2 separate regions of the Anas platyrhynchos genome follow, and region 2 is linked to region 1. The links are chromatin contacts, called in public Hi-C maps. All regions are on one chromosome and are shown on one strand. The core of a region is the stretch at or near the end of the contact, and the rest is flanking DNA. Distances in the headings are between cores, read along the strand shown. Region 1 overlaps PBX1 (PBX homeobox 1). Region 2 holds the start of PBX1 (PBX homeobox 1).

Evidence for each region. A called contact is a pair of places that touch in the nucleus more often than the background predicts.
Region 2: a contact with region 1 is called in a Hi-C map of subcutaneous adipose tissue, with 1.9 times the contacts expected there. The contact joins the promoter of PBX1 here to the enhancer-like site in region 1. A contact is called at or near these places in 2 of 8 Hi-C or Micro-C datasets (skeletal muscle and subcutaneous adipose tissue).

The regions. Positions count from the first base shown.
Region 1 is chr8:17,657,923-17,662,019 of IASCAAS_PekinDuck_T2T, reverse strand. It overlaps PBX1 (PBX homeobox 1), which reads left to right. Exons shown (of 9, transcript XM_027463507.3): 5 at 549-684; 6 at 3,468-3,627. Among named protein-coding and RNA genes, the nearest start is that of LMX1A, 74 kb to the right of the region's middle. Within about 2 kb of position 1,514, at least 1 of the 8 cell types and tissues checked has an H3K27ac peak or open chromatin away from gene starts, as enhancers often do. A contact at or near this core is called in subcutaneous adipose tissue, where this site is marked.
Region 2 is chr8:17,748,460-17,752,685 of IASCAAS_PekinDuck_T2T, reverse strand. It overlaps PBX1 (PBX homeobox 1), which reads left to right and starts at 2,402. Exons shown (of 9, transcript XM_027463507.3): 1 at 2,402-3,306. The coding sequence starts at 3,116.

The sequences.
Region 1 (4,097 bases), core at 265-2,764:
GGAGAGGTGTCTGAGCTTCAGGGGGGAATCGAGGAGGATTAGAAGGGTAGGGGCTCCCGATCTTGAGCCCCAGGGACTGTTCATCCTCTTTATCCTTTAGTTTGGGGCTCAGCAAGGGAGGGGAGAGAAATACAAGACATTCAGCCCGTGCCATTTTTTCTCATTTTGATGTGACAAGGAAGTATCTACAGCTGCTTTCTCAGCACAGAGCTTTGCAGAGTAGTGCTGACATCTTCAGCCAGGGCAGCCAGGTGTCAGGAGTCACCTTCCCAGCTGTGGGAGCTGGGTGCCAGTGTTAAGAGACTTCTGCAGGCTGAAGGATGCAGTGATAATTTGAAGAGACTTTCTTTGGAAGGTGTTGAGAGAGTAGTCACCTGCAAGGTGCAGATGGGAAGCTTCTTGGCCATGAGTCCCTTGCATCCAGGAGAAAGGGAAGGAGGGAGGGAAATGGAGAAAGTCAAAGCATCTAAAATTGCATTCCTGTTTCTGGACCCCGGCACTGATTTCCTTTTCCTTCTGTTTCCCTTTCCTTCTTTCTTCACCCTAAGGCGGAAGAGACGAAACTTCAACAAGCAGGCTACGGAAATCCTGAATGAGTATTTCTATTCCCATCTCAGCAACCCTTACCCCAGTGAGGAAGCCAAAGAAGAGCTAGCCAAGAAATGCGGCATCACAGTCTCACAGGTGAGAGATCCCAGAAATACAGCAAAGGCTGCTGAAGGAAACCTTGACATGTCGAAGGGAACTTCAGACCTCCCCAGTGTGAAACAATGAATTACTAAATGGGTTTAGGGCAGGCTAGTGCAGTGGATAGGAGAGTAGACAGCAGTCTTGGCAGGATGAAGCTGGGGATGGAGAAGGAAAGTCTGGGAGAGAACTTGGGAGGGATGCAGACCTAACACAGTAAGGTCTGTGTGTGTAGCCAAGGGGTTAACAGCACAGGAACAATTCAGCAAGAAGCAGTCTTCTCCTCCGGGAATCAGTGCTGGTTTGCAAGAAGAGCTTATTTGAGCTGAAAGTCCCTTCTATGAAGGCAGTAAGAAGAGTCGAGCAAAGTTTGCCTGATGAGGTTGAAGGAGCAAGGTCCTGGTGGGAAGGGTTGGGGTCAAACAGGCTGATGGTTGTGGTTTGTGCCCAAGGAGGGTGGGCTTCCCCAGGTCGTTTCTCTTTGTTGTTACTCCTGTGCTGCTGAGCATCACATCTCCCCAACTTGCCTATCCTTCAAAGAAAGGCATTGATGAAGACAAATGGAATTATTTCCATACATTTGAGGCAGCCACGTAGTTCCTGCAGTCTGTTCTGACCTGCGAGCTGCTGGGATCTGTGAGGGGAACAGTCAGTACTCGAATTGTTCAACTGTTCATTACTCAGGCCTGCCCTTCTTCATTTCTTCACTTTTTGGAGCAAGCTGAACGACTGAGAGCCAGCAAATTGCCTCTGGTAGTCTTGTCCTCGTGTGAGCTTAGCACTCCCTCCAGGCTCCTGTTGCATTCCTCGTCTTGGGCCTCTTTCCAGCCCCAAGGCACATGCCTGTTCATCACTTGAGTAAACTGAAGACAGCAGTAGCATCTGGTGTCCTTGTGAGAGCATGTCTGCCTTCAGCAGGAGCAGCAGCATCCGAGGGTAGGTGTCGTCACTGTGCTGAATGCCTGCTGAGTGACTCCGACTGCATCCCCCGTGCCAGAAGACCCAAACGCTGATTCTCCTCGGAGTTACCTGCGAGAGGCCGCACGTATTGGCTCCAGGAAAGCTACAGCTGTCCTGATGCTTCCCCTCTCACTTTTAATTCATCTGTTCGCACTTACAACTTCTCCCTCGCCAAGAGAAAATGCCCAGGAGAAATGCTGTGCTTATCAACCACGTGGGGAGGCTGCGAAGGAGGACGTGGGCATTAGTGAGGAAGCTGGGCCGAGCAGGGGAACGGGGCTCCTGACAAGCAGTGCCTGCTCCTGGGGCCATTGAATATTCGCTCCCAGATCTGGCTGGGGTGCTGATTTATTACTTCTTGCCACCCTGGGGTCTCTGCGTGTTGTATTTCTTTTTCCTGCACTGCAGCAGCACGGGATTGGGTGCGTGCAATTCAGTAGCAGGTAAATGGGCAGATGAAGGCACCTCTATAGAAGTCACTGAGCACTCTATAGGATCATAGAATCATTTAGGTTGGAAAAGACCTCCGAGATCATCAAGTCCGACCATTTACCTGGCACTGCAGACAGAAAACATCATAGGAATAAATCTTACAGGGTTCAGTTATTGACACTGCTCAGCAGCAAGCAAGCGAGAAAGTCCTCAGAGTCCCACTAATGGGGTTGATCAGTTCGGAGTCCCAGCTCCAAGCAATCCCAGGCAGGGTGGAGGTCCTGTGGGACAGTGACAGCATCCTCTGGCATTTGTCTGTCTTTGTCATCCTGTTAAGCTTTCTAAAACAAGGTGAGGGGTGGCTGCAAGTTGATTTCTGCTTCGAGACCTGTACCCAGGAAGACATCCCCCTGCTTCCCCATGTCCAGTGTCATCAGAGAAGCTGAGAGCGGCATCCCAAACTCGAGGCTGAATCTTCCCCACCTCTCTGGAGTTGTTGACAGCAACATAGCGGCCGCAAATGAACAAGTTCAGCAGCATTAGGGCCGATTTGGGGAACGCAGAGCTCATGGTGCTTCAGGAAGTAACCTGAATTTGCTCTTTGCTGCACTGCTGACATGCAGACTTTGGGATGTGTATCCAGACACCCAGCAGGGACACATTTCTTCCCTGGGACTGATGTTAGGTCTTGGGATGAGCCCCATGCTCCCCGTGCAGCCTCACCCTGAAGGTGCTCCGTGCTCCCAGGCTAGCTCTCAGCTTGCTGAATCACAGAGAGCAGAGCTTGGCTGGGTGAAAAGCATTCACTTCCAGCATTTTGCGCTGATTTCACTTCGATGGGTCAAAAAGCGGAGCATAGATGATATCAAGGCAATTTTGTGCATCTGCCAGGCCTGAGTAAATTCACTGAGTATTTTTCCTTCTCTAAAAGGAGGAGAAAATGCATCTGGGAAGAGAGGGAGGAAGCACATTGCACTGCTGGCCCTGTCAAAGGGATGCTGTGAAGAAGGCAAATACAAAGCACCAAAAAGAACCGTGCTCATTTTCAAATCCTGCAATTTCAGGACTTTCTCATTTTTTTTAAAACCCATCTGATATTTTTGTGGGGTGGGTCTAGCAGTTCCTACAGAGGGTTCCCTCGATGGCAGTCCGATCTGCAGAGGAACCAGATGTATCCGCACAAACGTGGTGATCCCAGGAGGGTCCCGCTGTCTTTCCAGGGGCTGGGATGGCACACACAGGTAGAAGGTGCTCCCCCATGGCTAATCAAACTGGGGAAAAAAGAAGGTGATGCACTGCTTACCCTGAACTAATCCTCATTCCTCACCCAGCCACAGTTTCCAGAGCAGAAACGTTAACGTCTTTGTCTTCTCTCAAACTCGCTCTAGGTATCAAACTGGTTTGGAAATAAGAGAATCCGGTACAAGAAGAACATAGGTAAATTTCAAGAGGAAGCCAATATTTATGCTGCCAAAACGGCTGTCACGGCTACCAATGTGTCAGCCCATGGAAGCCAGGCTAACTCACCCTCAACTCCCAATTCAGCTGGTTAGTTTTTGTTTTTGTTTATTTTGGGTTGTTAGTGTTGTTTTTTTGTTTGTTTTCCCCCCCTCCCTCTAATCACTCTCATTTTCTCCTTTGGGTTATTTCAGTTTTTGTTTTCTGGTTTCGGTTGGTTCATTTTTGTGGTCTTAAAAAAAAAAAAAAAAAGAAAAAAAAAAAAAGAGATGGGTTTGGTTTTGGGGTTTGTTTTGGGGGGGGCACTTTATTTTCATTGCATTGTTGTTGTTTTTTTTTTTCTTGGTTCCCCTTCTCTGTTCTGGTTTTTGTTCGAAAAGCAATGTGATCAGACCGTGTGAGTGACAGTGATGTCTTGGGTGTTACGTGCATGGACGGTAAACACAAAAGCAGAAAAATGATTTGAAAAAAAAAACACAAATGGGATTGTTTGGGGGGAGGAAAAAAAAGAAAAAAAAAAAGAAAGAAAATGTCCTTGTGTAATTGTTCTGTTTCAGTAG
Region 2 (4,226 bases), core at 1,153-3,652, 90 kb before region 1:
GCTGGAGCCAAGACTTTAAACAAGAGGCTCCCGTAAACGTTTTCTTCAGGAATCCGTGATAAACCAAAGCCAGTGTCAGACGTACTCCCAGGGAGCAGGGCCGGCAGACTTGGACCCTGTCCATCTGCTTCGCCATTGAAACAAAACCACTTTATAATAACCACAGAGGGGAGGAAGCGACGCAGCTTGGCATATACACTTATACTATGTGTGGTGGAAATGTTTATTCTTTATTTCAGGAAGATTTAGTGGGTGTAGAGATAATAGAGCACAGCGCTTGCTTGTGTCTTGGGGAAGGAGGGGTGGTGGCGTTCGGGCTTTAAGGGAGTCCAGTGTCGGCTCCCGGGGGGAATATTTTCGGTAATACCTATTGCAGTCTCAGGCACTTGGAAGGCAGAAGGAGACAGTGGGATGAAATGTGCTTTTCGGGAGAGGCGTTGTAAAGGCCCCAGGATTAGTTATTTCTGACAGGAGGGATTTTACAGACTCCGGTAGACGGCAGAGGCAGAGTCCTGGCCGTTCCCAATTACTCCTCCAAGGCCCCGTGCTGGATGCCTCCTGTGGAGCAGCTCGGGCTGCGGCATCCCCCTCCCCGTGAGATGCCATGGGGTGAGCCTTGGGCTCACCCACCCCACAGACAACTCCTCTTGCCCCCATGTGAGCCTCATCTCCTACCCATGACGGCTGCCCTAAGGGTCTTCTGGCTCCCGCTGCCTGGCATCTACCCAAAACGCTGCAGGACCATGCTGTGACTTTGGAAACGGGGAAGGATTTGCAATAGAAGAGTCTGTGGGGTCAGCAGACCACGGCATCCCACCCCGTGTGCCCCGCTGCCCCTGGGGTGCTGCTGTCTGTCCCCACAGCCTGGCCTGTCGCAGCGCTCCCCGTTTTGTCGTGCACGTGGACCTCTTGCTGCGCTTCCACTCCCTGGGGCTGCTCAAGATCAAACCCAAACCCTGTGCTGACCTCTGGGGATGGGAGAGTCCCTGCCAAATTTTGAGACAGCGTACGTCTAGACTTGGTGTGCGAGCAAGGGAGTGAAGAGATGACTAAGTGTCTGAAAGTTTGGGCCTTTGGAGAGAAGTCCCTTGGCTCCTGGTTCCTTGGATCAAGTTCCATTTCCTGTGGAGCCATGGAGATACTGGATATTTTCTCCCGTTTCTTGGCCTTTTTGAAAAAGTAAAAAAAAATATATAGATCTGTCTTGGGTGAGGAAACAAATTTTTGAAAAATTTTGGCAAGTCGAGGATCAAAAAAAACCCCCGTGTTGAGTGAAACATTTCATAGCGACAAAAATCAAAACATCTCACTTTGCCTTCAACCGCTTTAAAACATTTTAATGGGTTGAAAGGAAATTTCAAAATGGAAAGTCATGTTTTGCTTCAAACACTGGAAAGTGTTTCATTAACGAGGAAGAGCAGAAGCAAAACAATTGCCTTGTTTTTTTGTTTTATTTCCAATCAATTGGACGGCTCCGTCCCCGACCTGCACCGAGGTCAGGGGCTGTGTCCCCTTACGGTACGAGGGACCTGGAGCTTGGCAGCCCTCGCGTCTGATGAAGTCACCTCCCAAGCAGGAAGCTTTTCTGATCACCCTAACTCCCTTTTACATCTTTTTAATACAACTTTGCAGGCTTCAGCTGGCCCTGCTCACCCGCTGGTGCCTCCAGAAGTATTTCTGGCCACGTGGCAGCCTTGGGTCTGGGATAACGCAGAGAGGGGCTGGTGAAGCCCTTCACCTCCTTGTGTGCCGTGACACCACGACAAATAGACCTGAATTATGGTCTCTGTGGGCTTGGGATCTCTGCTGGCTTCCCTTGCCTTGAGGATGTATGGTTTGGGCTGCAAAATCAGGTGTGGGACCATCTGGTTCCATGTTTTTAGGTTGTGGCAGAGGATCAGGAGGCGAGGAGATGCTGTGGGTATATCCTCGGCCTTGCCCCGCTGCCCCAGCAAACCCCAGTTCTTTGTGTCCCTGAGGGTCCCTTGTGGCTGGGGACAAGCTGGTGGCTGTGCTTTGGGGGTGGCTGTGCTTTAGGGACAGCTCTGCCTCACGGGGATGAGGTGAGGTGAGGGGCGCCGTGAGCCCCCTCAGGGGCCGTGTGGGTTCGCTGTGGCGTTCCGGGGAGGATCTCAGCCGCCGGCTGAGCGCCTCCAGGCAAAGCCAGGAGAAGAAAGGAGAAGGAGGAGGAGGAGGAGGAGGAGGAGGAGGAGGAGGAGGAAGGCCGTGGGCGCTTTAAGGCGCGGGCGGGGCGCGGCCCCCGGCCCACCTCTGAACCCGGAGATTGACGGGGGGGCGGTGCGGGCGGCGGGGCCGGGCCTTCCCTCCGCAGCCGCCAATGGGGCCGGGGGGGCGGGGAGCAGCGGCGGCCCCTTCCTCCCCTCCTCCTCCTCCTCCTCCTTCTCCCTCCTCCTCCTCCTCCTCGGGTTCCTCCGTGCCACTTTGAGGAGTCCGGAGCCGAACAAAAGCAGGCGGCGAGGGCCGGGGCCGGGGGGGGCTGCGGTGCGCGGAGGCCCGGCCGGGGAGGGGGCAGCCCCCGCTGCCGCCCACCTCAGCGCTGCCGGCGGCCACGCAGCCCCGAGCCCGGCCCGGAGGAAGGGAAGAAAAAAATTAAAAAAAATAAAAATAAAAAGGGGGCAAAGTTTGGAGCCCGCCTGGCTCCGGCGCTGACAGCGCCCCGCTGGGATCCGGAGTGACTCCGGAGCGGCTCCTGCCCCGCCGCCCCCTTTTGGAGTCGCCGCCGTTTCCCCTCCCTTCCCCGGAACCCCCCCTCCTTCCCTCCCTCCCTCCTTCCCTCCCTCCTCCTCCTCCTCCTCCTCCTCCAGCAGCCGAAGGGATTTTTTTTCCCCCCTTTCTTCCCTCTCCTCTCTCTCCTTTTTTTTTTTTTTTTAAATTTTTAAATTTTTTTCTATTTTTTTTTTTCTCCTCCCCGCCGCCGAGCTGGAAGCCTGAAGGATCAATAACAATAAAAAAAAAAAAAAAGCAGCGCGAAGAGGAAGAGGAGGAGGAGGAGGAGTGTGTGCAGGGAGGTGGGGGGGGAAGACACGAAGCAAAAGAAGAAGAAGAAGAAGAAGCAAAGCGAGCGAGGAGCCGAGCCCAGGCGGCGGGGCCGGAGATGGACGAGCAGCCGCGGCTGATGCACACGCACGGCGGGGTGGGGATGCCCGGGCACCCGGGCCTGTCCCAGCACATGCAGGATGGACCAGGCGGGGCGGAGGGGGAGGCAGGCAGGAAGCAGGACATCGGAGACATCTTACAGCAGATCATGACCATCACCGACCAGAGTTTGGACGAAGCGCAGGCCAGGTGAGGCTCGCCGGGGGGGGGACACATGGATACACACACACACGGACACACAGCCGGGATAATTTGGGGGCAGGTGCCGGGGAAGTTTGGGCGCCCAGCAGCTCTGCCGCCGCCTTTTGTGCGCCCCCGGCTCGCCCTTTGTTGGCCGCCGGGGGGCAGCCCCGGAGCCCCCCCCCCCTTAGCCCTGCTCCGAGCCCTGCCGGGGGAGATCGGGGCCGGGGGGGGGGGGCGGCTCCGGGCATTGTTCGGAGCCCTAAGGGCTGCCCCCCCCCTCTAGGCAACTTTGGGGCAGTTTCGGGGCTTTGAGGAGCCGTCCTGGAGCGGGCGAGGAGTGGATCCCCTCCGGATCCCCTCCGGATCCCCTCTGGATCCTGCAGGAGCTGCGGGTCCCACCGCTGGGGCCCTCCTCCCGCTGTTTTTCAGGCCGTGCTTTTGTGCTCAGAAAGCGTTGCATAGATCCTTTTTTATATATTTTTTAATTATTATTATTTTTAATTGCAGAAGTAATTATTAAAAAAAAATAAGGCTGCGAAACGCAGCAGCCGAAGCGCCCTCGGCTCGGAGCAGAGCGCGCCCAGCAAAAGTTAGGGGAGGGGGGAAAATTCTCCCAATTCAAAATCTCCCACCCCAAAGCGCCTTTCGAAGCCTAACGCTAAGAAAGTCAACCCAGAATCATCCGGGGGGCACCCTTGAAATTTCTCCTGCTGGTGGTGGTGCCGTTCCCCCTGGCATCCGTGCTGGTGGCCGGGGAGGATTGCTCGAGTACATTGTTCCTGGAAAAACGCAGGCACCGTCCCACAGCCCCGCGGCACGCCAACTTCCAGGGGGGAAAAAGTGTCCCCCAAACCCCCTGCTCGCCTCCTGGGCTTGGCGAGAGCGTTTGGGCCGTCCTTTTTTAATTTTATTTTGATTTTTTCTAG